3 separate regions of the Gossypium hirsutum genome follow, and all the other regions are linked to region 3. A link is a contact called in public Hi-C data. All regions are on one chromosome and are shown on one strand. Each heading gives the region's core, a stretch centred on a gene start, on an enhancer-like site or on the middle of the called end of the contact. The rest is flanking DNA. Distances are from core to core; before and after follow the strand shown. Region 1 overlaps LOC121206114 (serine carboxypeptidase-like 51). Region 2 holds the start of LOC107889150. Region 3 has its middle 4.1 kb from the start of LOC107890289.

Region 1 (4,438 bases), core at 635-3,134, 59 kb before region 3:
ACTTATAATAAACAAGTATATGCTACTTTTACTGCTATTTGAGTCAAATGCTACCCAAAATAATTCCATGAAGTAGCTGAATTTAGGGCAGCTTTTACCTGTTTTTTAGGGTTTCTTTTTGTGGTTTGAATTTTTACCATTAATTAATGATGGTATTGTTGGATGGATGGGTTATTGCAGCTTGATGTGATATGTGCAACAAAGGGAACTGAAGCTTGGCTTGATAAGCTCAAGTATGACTCTTATTTTCCCTTTCTATCTATGCCTTATTGGCCCTCCAAAAACACACCTACCTTTAATGCATTTTGACTGTTTCTTTCTTTAATTACTTCTATTAGCAAATTCTAAGGTTATGCATTTATAAATGTTTAAGATTAAGTAATTTAGACATCTACACTCAGTACTTATATGTTGGAGCACATGCATTAAAAAAAACTTAAGCCTTTTTAATATTTGAATATATGCAATATTTGACATTGGGAAGAAATGAGGATTATATAAACATATGGACTCTTGGAGTTATATAGTTCATATATATATATTTATGTATTAATGTCTTTAGGTGGGAAGGATTGAAAGAGTTTTTAAGCAAGGATCGAAATCCTCTTTACTGTAAAGAGGATCAAGCCACCAAAGGGTTCATCAAATCATACAAAAACCTGCAATTTTTCTGGATTCTTGGGGCTGGACACTTTGTAAGTCTTCTAAATCATTATTTATCAAACCCCATCTTTTCAATCTCAAGAAATACTATGATTGTCATGTCTCCATCCGTCACCTTCATATATATATGATCATCATGCATGCTATTATTAGAGGGAGAAAAAAGGTCATAGACTCATCATATATATAAAAAAAATTGATCAAAAGAAAAAAAAATAGTTGCAGAATGTCAATATATGTATATAATAAAATGAAATTTGTCAATGAAAAATTTATGGTGAAGGAAAGACAAAGCACTGGACACTGTCAGTCAATCGATATGTCTTATCTGACAATTTATATATGTATATATATCCAAAAATAAAATAAAAATTAGTCATGTATTGCTGAAAAAAGGTATTAGAAGATATATGCATTATGGAGGTGAATTTAAGTATGTTAATATTATTATTAAGACTAATAATTAAAATTTAATGAATTATTGAGTGCAGGTGCCTGTTGAGCAACCCTGTGTAGCTTTAAACATGGCTGCGGCAATCACGCAATCCCCAGCTGCATCAACTTCATAGACCCAAAACAAGAAAGAAAGAAAGAAAGAAAGAATTGATGGGATTTATTGACATTTCAATAACAATGTAAAATAATAATAAAAAGGGTAAAAACGACAAGGAAACAGAGGGATTGGCTTATCTTATCTTCAGAATTAGTAGTTCAGAAGCTGAGAGACTACACGTAAAGCAATTATTAAACAGAAGCAGGTAGATTATTGATGCTATTATGTTGCTCTGCTCCAAGTTGTAATTATCATTTACAGGAGAAGAAAAAAAAAAGAAAATAAGTGAATTCCTTTGACATAAAAAAAATTGATTTTTAGATATTTATGATATAAGCGAAAATTAAATTATAATATTTTGAGAATTTATATTAACTTATAACTTTACATAGATTTAAATCTAAATTATTTATATGTATTAAAGCAATTAACTTGGTTCTATATATATGCATGCATGGTGCACTGATACAAGAAGCTAAAATTCCTATATATATATGTTGGGATCATGAATTTTGACAGAGTAAATCTTAGACTGTGCAGTGCCGGGTCCTAAGAAATATACCCAAATCCCTAGAGATAAGAGAAAGGACGTTAGGGGAGACTCTGAGAGGGTCTTCACTGCAACGCAAAAATGACAAGAAACAACAAAATAACTATATTCTGCACGCAATCTAACATCCCAACAGGCCAACCCAACATTTAGTATAGCCCCTTGCCGTTCCCTACACGTCGTTCAGTTTAGTTTTCAGTTTTTGTATGTTAATTTTTAAATTTTTAGATTAATTTTGCTAAAATAAAATTTGTTTTATGAGTTTTGAATTTTATTTGACCCAATTTCAAATATTTTTTTCATAAATATTTAAAAAAATAAATTTTTAAGAACTTTTGAATTATTTTCACTATTGTAAATATAAAATATTTATTTTTATATCATAAACAATTAGAATTAATTATATATTAAATAAAAAATAAAATTCTATTCAATTTCGGATAACCATAATTTCTAAACTTGCATTTCATAAATTGTACATACACCTTAATTTGAATCGGTTTTTAGTTTTTCAATTTTTTTCCCAAAAATAATATTGCTGCTATATTATGTAAAAATAATAAAAATCCTTCTATTTTATGTAAACTCTTCACCTATATTGAATACAATGAAGCATTTTGCACTCAATGCTATTCATATAATTATAGGTACAGCATCATATAAAAAGTATATATATTTTTTGTGGAACATATAAAATATTGCTGCTAGCTAAAGGAGTAAATGCCACTGCTCTGCTATATAGAATTGAAAGGGCAAGACTTCTTTCTTTCTTTTTTACTTGAATTATTTATAGGAAAACAAATTAATATTTCCTATCATAAATAGTCTCATATGTCAATAATTCATAATAAATAAAATGTATAAATTTTTCTAATTTGTAATTTTAGTCATGTCCAATGTTATTAACTAGCTCATAAATTTCCATAAAAAAAAAACTCTAATTATGTTTAAGATTTTGAATCGGTTTCAGATTTAATTCTTATGGAATCAATACTATAGCTGCTTGACATGAAATTTTAAACTCATTCTTGTTTTTAAATTGTTATCTTAAACTGACTCTAAAATTAGGAGAAGGTACTGATTGCATTGATCTTCCAATTGTGCCTGCAGTCATGAACTCATGACCTACAATCAGTACCTTCTCCTGATTCTGGAGTCTCGAACTCAAGGCGTGGATGTTTTGCTCCACAGCTTAGGTGTGTAGTATTTGGAACATGGTTAGTGACGGCAATGTTTGTTTTACTATGATTCAGTCTGTTTGTCCCAACAGGTGTATTGTGAAAACTAGAATCCTTAGCTTTATTCAAGGCATCATAAAGTTTAGCTTTGGATTTTATGATCTCTGAAACAATAGTCTCATACCTATCATCAGCTATATGAATGATCCAACAATGAGATGAGAACTTATCAAGCTAATAAGTGGCTTAAAATCAGGGTATGTTTACACGTGTGCACGCACATATATATGTTTGAAATTTTTTAAATAGGACAAGAAAGATACCAAGAAGTGATTGTATGATAACACGTGCAGCTAATTGTTCAGCCTCCTTATTTCTACTAGTTTCCCTTCTATAAGTCGCACCATTGAAAACTAAAGTAGACACGAAAAGGGGAAGCACTCCTCCTGAAAGAATAGTATTTTATTGTATGTTGGCGTTTCTAGATTTATCTTCACCACAAATTCATTTAAGATAGACTTGCGAAATACCATATCCTAAAGCACGAGCAACCAAAAGTTTAGCAAACCCTAAAACAATTATCATACTTCTATTTGATATGCAAGTATGATATACCTATTGAACAATCCTTAGTTATAGAAAACATTTTCCATTTCCTATTCTCATTTACACTTTAATGCCTCATTTGGTTATCTAGTGTATTTAACATAACAAATCACCTAATTATCACATAAGTATTAAAATAGTTAGTTAAAAGATAAAGAATAATTAGTATAAGTTTATACTTGAAATTAGAAGGGTGAATAAAACTCTTGTAAAAAAAATCACTTCAAAATAAGTAAAAGAATTCCCTTCCCTTTGCTCAAAACAAATCACGAGAGTGGCTAAAAATTACAGAGCAAAGTTACTTTATTGCTAACTCATACACCAAAACATGTTGAAAAAAATAATACTTCAACTAAATGTAGCAAAAATGGAAAGATAAAAAAAAAAAGAGAATATTTGAAAATCCAAAAACCAAGGATTTTGAACGTAGATTGACTCCTTGACTAAATAATATTGTAATTAATATATGACGATTCGAAACTTAATTATAAATTATTTTAGCCCTAATTATATATATATTTAATAGGACCCTCGGCTAGCTCGGTACAACTTTTATGGTTTGCATTTGAAATCGATACAATGAATAAATGAAAACAACAAATTAGAAAAACAGATCGCATGTATCATTATCCACAACAAATGCATTCTCTCGTTATGAACAAGAGATAACTTAGAGATTAAATTATTTTCTTCGAATTATAGTTTAATTGGTTGTAAATAAATAATTGAAATTCAAAGTAGAAATTAAACTAATTAGCCATCGCCGTTCGATTGAATAAGACAATTAAATTTATTTACTCATAGATTCTAGTACGATAAAATTGTTATGACTTTAACAAAATTAGAATCGGGTTGAGAAAATAATTTAATTGAGTAAATTAATTAACT
Region 2 (4,831 bases), core at 1,392-3,891, 40 kb after region 3:
CGCCACCAATCCTTTTTGTTTAAGTGTGATCGTATCACCTAGAAATTCAGTTATTTTAATAAAATATTTCTTTTTACTAAAATAACGATTTTGGTCTTACGAAAATATGAGAAAATAGGCTCCGGAGTCGGTTACGTATGAGGAAGGATTAGCACCCTCACTACGCCCAAAATTGGTACCAAATCGATTAAATACTGTCCTTATGTCTAAGATTTGAAAAAGAGTTTTTGAAAGGTGATTCCTTTTGAAATATTTGAATGGCTCGAGTTGGTTGCCAAAATTCTCTTATTTCGGAGGAATGCAGCACCATATCCAGCACGGTAGGACACTATCCTTTATACCCCCGAAAACAACGATAAATTTTGACTTCCGAAAGTTTATACGTTGAAAAGTATAAAAGGATGCCCAATTATTCAGTCCTAACGAAAAATCGAAGCCCAGCACGGTAGGGCACGATTCCTCGAATTTTCAAACATTGAACATTGCCTTGCTTTAGGAAGCACGAGTGAAATTCCAAAGGAATATTCGATTATTTTGAACAAACAGGAAATCGCAACCTAGCACGATAAGGCACGATTCCCCGAATTGCCAAACATCGAGTATTACCTTCGTTTTGAAGAGTTTTTTAAAGACATGAGTGAAATTCAAAAGGGACCTTCGATTATTTTGAACAATCGAGAAATTGAAACCCAGCACGATAGGGCACGATTCCGCGAATCGCCAAATATCGAACATCGCCTTCGTTTAAAGGATTTTTTAAAGACATGGGTGAAATTCTAAAGGAACCTTCGATTACTTTGAGCAAACGAGAAATTGCAACCCAACACGTTAGGGCACGATTCCGCGAATTGCCAAATATCGAATATTACCTTCGTTTTAAAGAATTCTTAAATAATTGTGAAACTAGCTTAAAATGCATTAATTCGATTTGAAATAAGACGAAATTAATCATAAAAATTGGGATTTTATAAAACCACATTTCAAAAACCAAGTGGAAAACGATGATATGGGGTAATATACGTACGCATAAAATACGACAATGGAAGAGTGGAGGTAATGCAATTTATTTAATCAACTAACAAGCACTTAAGCAACTAAGTATAGCTAACTTGGAAATACAACTCAATTTCGACCATGCATGGAGAATAATTAACATGACAATAAATAAATAATATGCAACGACAACATACATGGCATAATAACAAATGATTACTATTAGTCGCACGAAACAAAATGCAAATCGAAGAAGCAATATGGTATAAAACTATTTTAAACAATGGTAAGTACGCGATGCACACTATATGAATTGATGGATTGATAAATTAGAAACTATTTATAAAAACAAACTTGGTATATACATGCAATCATCAAAACATATATTGTAGAATGAACATTTTTAAAACACATAATGCATAAGTTGAAAAATTTGCATAGAAACTAAGAATATATAATTACCGAAATAAATATTATAGAATAGAAGTTTGAATCAAATTGCATGTAAAATAATTTAAACACAAGTCCATTTAAGAGTTTACAAAATATATGATAATTCAAATAATATATAATATGAAAGGATAATAAAATACATGATGAGATGTAATTCACAAAATAGATTTACAAAATATATGCATAAATAACTTTGAAAATAATCATTCGTAAAAAAACATAGAAATACATACGAGATTAAGTTAATTTTATAATAAACTATGTAATGGATTTAAGAACATGCTTATATAAATATGTATATCAAGAAAACTGTGTGTGTAAAATACATAGATTTAATAGTAATATATATACCAAATATAGGTATCGATAAACATATGTACTTACGTAATAATAACCTAAAAAATATATTATGTAGGATCATGTAATAATATATAAGAATAAATTTAAAAGGAATTATGTATGTAAAATAATATAAGATTAATAAAATGCATAAAAAGAATTAACCTTCTTATAAAGTGTATATGTATGTATATATAAAAGAACATTTTAAACAAACAAATTTAAAAGAAAATAAACAAATAGATATATATAGTTACATGTAGAGATATATTTACATATATAAATGAAAATATGAATAACAAACTAAAACCATGCAAAACTTAATAAAATACTCCAAAATAATATATTAAAAGGTGAATAATAAGTAAATTTTCAAAAATAAAAGGGTTTCAAAGAATAAAATATGCTGAGAGTAATGAGTAAATAAAAAGAAACTCAATTGAAACAAAAATGAAACTAAAAGGATAATTAATAAATACAATAAATTACTGAAATTAGAGGAAGGACCAAAGCTTAACGCGTGCAGACTCATAGGGGTTAAAACTGGCAATATACGAGATCCCTGAGTGCTGCGTTGAAGGGTGGATCGAATTGATTTCACTTGTAAATTAAATGTATAAATTAAAAAAACAAAGGGAAAAGCTGGTAGAACTCAATCATGACACAACGCCGAACAAGTGGACTTAAGGTGCAAATATCCCTTTCTGACCTAACACATGGGTCTTAACCAGGCGTGGGTCGGGTCATTGGGTGAAAGCCACCACACGACGCCGTATCTAGACCGTTAAAATTGGTCAAAACGGCGCCGTTCCCAGTCTCTTATATGGACTAAACCAACCGAATCAACAAGCACCCATTCTGCCTATTTTCAAATCCCTAATCCCCTTTGCTAAATGCCGATTCATCTTCATCGTGTGGGACTCTTCGAGCCTGAGGGAATCTTAGCCCGAAATCCCTCCTCAACTTCGATTTCGACGAAGAAGGGAGAAGAAAACCATGGCTCGCTTGCACGGTAAGGCTCCTCTGTCACCGTTCTTTTGTTTATTTTTCTTTAAAACAGTAATGGTGAATGACCCAAACTAGAAACGAAACGATGCATAGAAAACTAAAAGGATTCGAGGAAGAAAGAAGTCACCTCTGCTTTTTTGTATTCTCTGTGCGTATATTTTCGTTCGTAACCGATTACAAGGATTGAAATCTCGGCCTTATAGCCGAAAAAGAGAGAAAAGAAATTTAACAAAATAATCATACAATATTTTTCTTTTGTTTGTATTTGCTGTTGTTGCTTGTTTGTTTCTCTGCAGGTGCGGATGTGCTGGCGCGGGCGTGGCTGCTGGACGGTACGGAGCGTACGGCGCTGGCATCGTACGGAGGTGGTGGCGCGCGTGGGAGGCTGAGGCGCAAGCAGGAACTGCTAGGGTTTCTGTTCTAAAATTTTTGGGCCATTTGGGCCGATGTAATTTTGAGGTTGGGCTTGTATTAGGTTATTTTTTTGAATTTGGGTCATGTAACTGAGCTATAGGCCTGTTGGGCCTGTTCTTGTAGTTGGGCCACTAGTTTCTGTAATTGGACTGTAAGGACTATTATAATATTTTTTGATTTTTTTTGTTTTGTTTTTTGTTTGCTCGGACCAGACAAATTTGGCCCACTACAAGATTATTTATCAAAATGGTATATTTGATACATTACTTTACCGATATCCATTCGGCCCAACCTGATATCCATCCATTACCTGATGGAATTACCTTAATTCCAAGATTTAAGTTCATCCTATCCATAAAATCACTCCTCGAAAACTGCCTTCCTCCCTTAGCACTATTTTCTTTTCGTTGACCTGCTTTGATTGCGAGAGCACTATTTTCTTCCTCCTTTCGAGTAGATGCCACACATCCACCCTCACTCGAATACATATATAGCTACTAACACCATTAGCAATTGATTTAGCATATAAGCAACAGAACTCCCAATGAAATCTCCAAATTGCTTGACTATTGTTTCAGACATTAATCCATGCAGGATATCATGAACTTAACCTAAAAATCTGAAAAAAAAATAATAATAAAGGAACGGATCTTCCTTGTCTTTAAGCTTGCGGAAATTAAGAAGATGGTTATTAAACATCTATGGAGCACTATTCACTACTCTATACAAATCTACTTCGTAATGAAATCAGGATAGATACCTTTTCTTTCCTTTTCTTTCCACTTCCGTTATCGAAACCCCACCCGATGGATGCCAAAGATTTACTAAAGTTATTTGCATAGATTGAAAACTCATCACACTAGTATTTAGAAAACACTGACTAAATAGAGAACAGTGGATAGATCTATCATTATAAAATCCAAATTAATCTGCCACGCTTCCTCCTCACCATCATCAATATGCAAATTTGCTAACACGTTCTCCATCTCCTTCGCTAGCGATCGAAATATTCCACTAATCTAGAAAAAAAAAACATAAAAGCAAATGAAAAATAAAACATGTTACTAAAACAAACAAAACGTGCTACGAAAGGAGACTATATTTAAAAAAAAATAAACATTTAACTCTCAATAAAAACCAAAATACAAGATTTCTATAATACTTTAACCTATGTATTTTTTTTTTCCGACTTAACTGAAAAACACTTGAGAGCATTATAATCTCATCTGTGCAGTGAATAGAATAATAAATTTATTACGTTTGTATTTCTTTTATATCTCTCCTTGTTATATAAAACTAAAAATATATTAATTCTCCAATCTAAAAACATATTAATCCTATTTATAAAGTTACAATTTTTCATTTATATAAAGAATTGACAGATCATAAAAATAAACTATGTGGAAACTCATCATGGCATCTATATATAATGATATTTCTTTATAAACTTACAAATTTTCGTTATATCAAAATATGACTGATACGATGATATGTTGTTTTACTTAATTGTAGCTTCCCGACCTACGACAAAATTTCTTTATTTTTCAAAATTTGCTATTAATTTATTTATTTATTAATATATGTATTTTAATATAGTTAATTTCAGTTTTTATAATTTTTATAT
Region 3 (4,953 bases), core at 417-2,916:
TTTTAGTCCTAATTTGATCCTAAGCTATTAAAATAGCTTTCATAAACTCGTATACATATGATTATATATTATATTTTAATGATGTTTTGAACTTTTATAATTCCTTCCCAACAACGCTGGCTACCAGAACGCGTATCTCATTTCATGCCCACAATCCCAACTATTGCTCATCTGCATGCGTAATATATGTATTATACGGAGGAGGAATTAACTTTCATTAGTGTAAACTTAACTTAATTTTACATAATTGCAAAACTTTTTATACATTTATATTTATTTTATTTCATATTTTATTAAACTTAGATTACATAAGTCGAGTTTTAAAAAAGTTATAAGGCTATAACTATTTATTAGATAAAAGAAGTTTCAACCATAAGTATATATTAAAATTATCCAAAAATGTCCGATTGATTTAAAATTTTATATAATTTATAGCTAAATTAAATTATAAATCATTTAAAAAATTATACAAATATATAAAATGAAATTATGTTTACAGTGGGTTGCTTACGTAGAAAACTTGGAAAGAATATTCTTTGAAGCACACAATCTCTTTCAGCTAAATGGTTTTGGGCTTATACTTGATTGTCTCCATTTATCTCATTCACGAGCGAGATCATTAAATGATGGGAGAGGGCCGAAGGGGACCAGAATCATTGTAAAATTTATCCTGTGATAGCAACTTCAGAATATGTAAATGAAATTGCGTATATTTTTTCAACTTTTATTTTCTCTTAATATATAATCCTTATGTCGTCATATGTGCGTATGCATGAATTTTGTATAGCATAGAAGCTTGTGTATAAATTTTTGGATAAATCACATTATAAGTTATTCACCTATGTTTAAGTTTTTTCTTAGTTGCTTAACTTTTAAAATTTTCAAAATAATTACCTATCTAATCAAATTTGTTTTTGGTCTATTCTCGTTAAGCTTTTGATATAAATTTAGACCTTAATTTTTACATATTATATCAATTTGATCATAATTTTAAAAGAATTAACCCTCAACATTATAAATTATTTCAATTTAATCCTAATTTTAAATTAATAATAATATATAAATTTTTGGAGCCTGATGAAAGCAGCATAGGAAGATGAAGCTTGATGAACTTGGTTTCTTACCTGATTCAATTGGTTTTTAGTGCTCTGAATATTTTTTGGTTTGGTGGGATAATTCAATCTTCAAATCTGTCTATTTCTAATCTGATCGATTCAGTTGGTCAATTTGATCCACCTTTAACATGAATAAAAAAAACAACTACTAATGCTCACAGAAGCAACAAATAAAAAAAAATCAATAAGAAAGCATAACACAAGTAATTCCTAAGAGTAAAATGGCAAGTGAGCAAAAATCAGGATAAGAAAGAAAGCTCAGTAAAATAGAATAAGATAAACAAGCCGTTTCTGGAAATTCCCTTTTGTTCCGCCTCCCTACCCATTATTTGCCAAACACAATCTCAGCTAATTCCAATTATATATATCTAACCCCAGATTCAATTTCGACTAATGTTCTCATCTTCTTCACTGCCAACCATTTCTACAGTTTTGAATCTAGTAATCGATTTGGATTCAAACCTCAATTCCAATTTGGTTTTCCTTGGGTCTGATGGCCCATTATCAATAGGCCTAGTTACTAACCTTGAACTCCGTCTGTATGGCCATTAAGGTTTATCACTGCTCTGTTTACCTGGAAAAAAAACTCAAATTGAACAAAACCCTTTCTCTTCCCCAACCTACTCCTTTTTACAAGGATACAGATATCGACAATCCTTCTGAACCTCCCAAAAGGACGATGTGATATTACTCACGAAGACTGTAGTCACCCTTTAGAATCTAAGGGCAATCCCAAGCCCAGTCCAGAATACCAATGTATAAAGTTGGTATTTCCCTCTTGCTCAATGGCTTAACTGGTTCTTCCTTTTTTTAATGCTCAGCTGCAGTTGGGTTCAAATGGATGCTTAACTCTAACACAAATGGAATCCAAGTCTCCACAATGCTGGCTAAACACCTACACTTTAAGAAAAAGGTACTGTTGACAATCCAACAACAAGAAGTTAAGAAAGGGATGTGATGTGATTATAAGATTTCTCACTCTTTCCTTTTCGGAGGAACTTTCAGGCATCGATGAATCCAATATCAACTGAGCTTCACTAATCATTAATGCTTTAGCAGCGCCCATTTTACCCTAAGTGCATGCTATACTTGGTATTCTCTATTTTCATGTTCCTAATTAAGGATCCCATGATGCAAAATACAGCTAAAACACGTATGGTAATAAAAAGTTTAGGTGTGGAGATTGTTCACTTTATTTCTTAACTATGTGGTTAGAAGTTTGATCTTGTTTACAAGAATGAAGCACATATTTTATCAACCTGTCTATCTTTTCAAAGTAAAGCCGGAGCGAAAGAATTAGTCAGTGACAAAAATAACACTATAAAATAAATATTGAATACAAATATACATAAGATATACTCAATTCTCCTTTAATGTATAATCATATCATCAACTTTTTCCCGAGTATTCCAATGATATACGTCCCAACCATGAATAAGGTTCATATAATAATAGTAATTAATGACATAAAGACCTCTATCTATTGAAGCAGACCTTTAAAGCGAGAAGCAAAGATGTATCAACAAAAGTCAACCAAAATAATAAAAAATTACCCTAAGCTTTGATCCAACTCGTGCCAACAATGATCTTTTTATCCACAACTTTCTCAGTGTATGAAAAACGGATTGTGATAGTGGTCAAGCTCTCGCTGCAAATCATAGCATATTATGTCATTGAAACCTTTGTTTAGAGTGCAAGATACACTACATAAATCATCAACCGCCAAGAAGGATTAATTACACATTCCAATAGTTACATGGATGAGGGATCTATATAATACAAAAGTTGCCACTGATTGAGGCACAACAGCATTCAAGAGAATAAGAAGAAGGTGGCAAAAGAAAGAAAGAAAGAATGATGAATGTCAACAGGCTGGAGCACAAGGTAAGCAAAACCTAAACCACGACCGGAAAAAAATTTGCCAGCAAAAAGCACGCACACCCAAACACCACACGCACATATAAAGGCCTGCAAACCAAATTTAACTCGTAACTGTAGTACATAGAATACATCGCATCCGAGGATCTCTGGCCTCGCTACCATTGTCATCCTCCTCCTCATCGTGCTCGTACTCATATAACCCCTCAAAGGTGACTCCAGTCCCTTTTTTGTTGGTGCTATTAGTTTCAGTAGAATCCATCAAACAAGTCGTGTGATAAGCATGGCAGCAAAAGAACACGACGACTGATGCATTTTGTATCGAGAAAGGATCAAAACACATGCAACATTTTTCCACCTCCCCTTGTTTTAGACTTAACCTCCATTTTTCCCCTCGTTTTGTGAAGCTCTACTTGCGTCCCTCTTAGATCGAGCATCATCTTCTTCATTGCTCAAGCAAACTGCTCATTTCGCTTCATTGTAGTATTTAATCGACGTATTAACACAATCAGCCTGTGTATATATATATATCACATTTACACCAATGTCGGGTTTCTCAAATCAGAATTCAAGTATTACAACAATCACTGCATGCATTGATTTGGTGACTCAGTTTTCTGATTCATCATCTTAGTTTGCATAAAGAAATAATTTGGCAACAAATTTGATAATAAAACTGGTGTCATTATGGTTAATTAAGAAAAGAAAAAACACGAGATGCAAGGCCCTTGGAGGCATTAGAAAGGCCCTTTCCTTTTCCACAATATGGTATGGATCTTTTCTGTTCCTGTAGGGATAAAGAAAAGTTAAAAGAAAGGGATGGTACACAAAGAAAGTAAGCTACTCTACCCCAAATGCTTAAACGACAATAAAGTCGGTTTGTTAAAATCAACTGCCTTGACCCAAGTATGAACTAGACCACCTTCACAGTTTTTCAAGTCCTGGGGGAGGATTTAGAAAATACTAGAGATTAAAAATCGATCCGAAATGATACTATTTGGGTGGTTATATTTTATAAATTAAAAAACTGCTTTCTATACTTTATTTAATTTATAATTAATTTTTTTAATTATAATAAGATAAATGTTTTATATTTAAAATAATAAAAGTAACATAACAGTATTTTATAAAAAATTTATTTTTCAAGATATTACATAATAGTTATTGATTATTTTTATTTATTTTTTTGCTAAGCTGATTATATTTTATTTACTTAAAATTTTATGGTTTTTATAGAAATATTTATGAAAATTTTTAAAATTTATCAATTAATATTCAAAAATTATAAAACAACCCTATTTTATCAAAATAAAATCTAAATTAAACCTCAAAATCTAAAATTAATATGAAACAATGCAGAATCATACTGAATCAAATAAAATTTTTATAAACAATTCAAAAAATCTAAAAGACATGATACAGCCCAGCCAAACTCAGGAGCCGAATCCTAGACTTATGAACTCATTTCCTCCTTTTATCTAAATTTTCCTTTTATAAATAATAATAAAAGAAAGGTATACTATTTGGATAATCAAGTTTTAGCATGTTTTTGGTTATCATTTTTTTAATTAATTTAGTCATTCTTGTTTAAGTGACTAGAATATGAAATTAATTCAATTGGAATGACTAAATTAACCAAATAAAAATTCGATAATTAAAATAGGGATAAAAAACTTTAAATTAAATTTCTTTATATATTAACCAAATAAAAATTTGATAATTAAAATATGGATAAAAAAATTTAAATTGAATTTCTTTATATAATTATTTTTAAATGATGATATTTAATAAATTTAATATTTAAAGTTGCCATAATTTTCAAAATTATGGATTAAATTATAAATTAAGATCTAAATATTATATTTAAATTGATGAAGATTAAATTAATAGAAAATTCTTATTGAAACTACACCTTATTTGTGAATAAAATAGAAACATTTCAAAATTTGAAATAATTAAT

What was found. Hi-C and Micro-C count contacts between places; a contact is called where the count stands out from the background.
Region 1: a contact with region 3 is called in a Hi-C map of leaf, with 2.6 times the contacts expected there. The contact joins two enhancer-like sites. A contact is called at or near these places in 10 of 34 Hi-C or Micro-C datasets (callus, fibers, hypocotyl and 3 more).
Region 2: a Hi-C map of leaf shows a contact between it and region 3, with 2.5 times the contacts expected there. The contact joins the promoter of LOC107889150 here to the enhancer-like site in region 3. A contact is called at or near these places in 9 of 34 Hi-C or Micro-C datasets (anther, leaf and petal).

Annotation. Positions count from the first base shown.
Region 1 is chrA09:63,461,972-63,466,409 of Gossypium_hirsutum_v2.1, reverse strand. LOC121206114 (serine carboxypeptidase-like 51) reads left to right here. Exons shown (of 13, transcript XM_041076409.1): 11 at 181-233; 12 at 563-695; 13 at 1,155-1,567. The coding sequence ends at 1,232. Among protein-coding and RNA genes, the nearest start is that of LOC121206114, 8.1 kb to the left of the region's middle. Within about 2 kb of position 1,884, at least 1 of the 9 cell types and tissues checked has an H3K27ac peak or open chromatin away from gene starts, as enhancers often do. A contact at or near this core is called in leaf, where this site is marked.
Region 2 is chrA09:63,362,941-63,367,771 of Gossypium_hirsutum_v2.1, reverse strand. LOC107889150 reads left to right here and starts at 2,641. Exons shown (of 2, transcript XM_016813487.2): 1 at 2,641-2,797; 2 at 3,090-3,391. The coding sequence starts at 2,679. The coding sequence ends at 3,300.
Region 3 is chrA09:63,402,049-63,407,001 of Gossypium_hirsutum_v2.1, reverse strand. No RefSeq gene overlaps it. Among protein-coding and RNA genes, the nearest start is that of LOC107890289, 4.1 kb to the left of the region's middle. Within about 2 kb of position 1,666, at least 4 of the 9 cell types and tissues checked have an H3K27ac peak or open chromatin away from gene starts, as enhancers often do. A contact at or near this core is called in leaf, where this site is marked.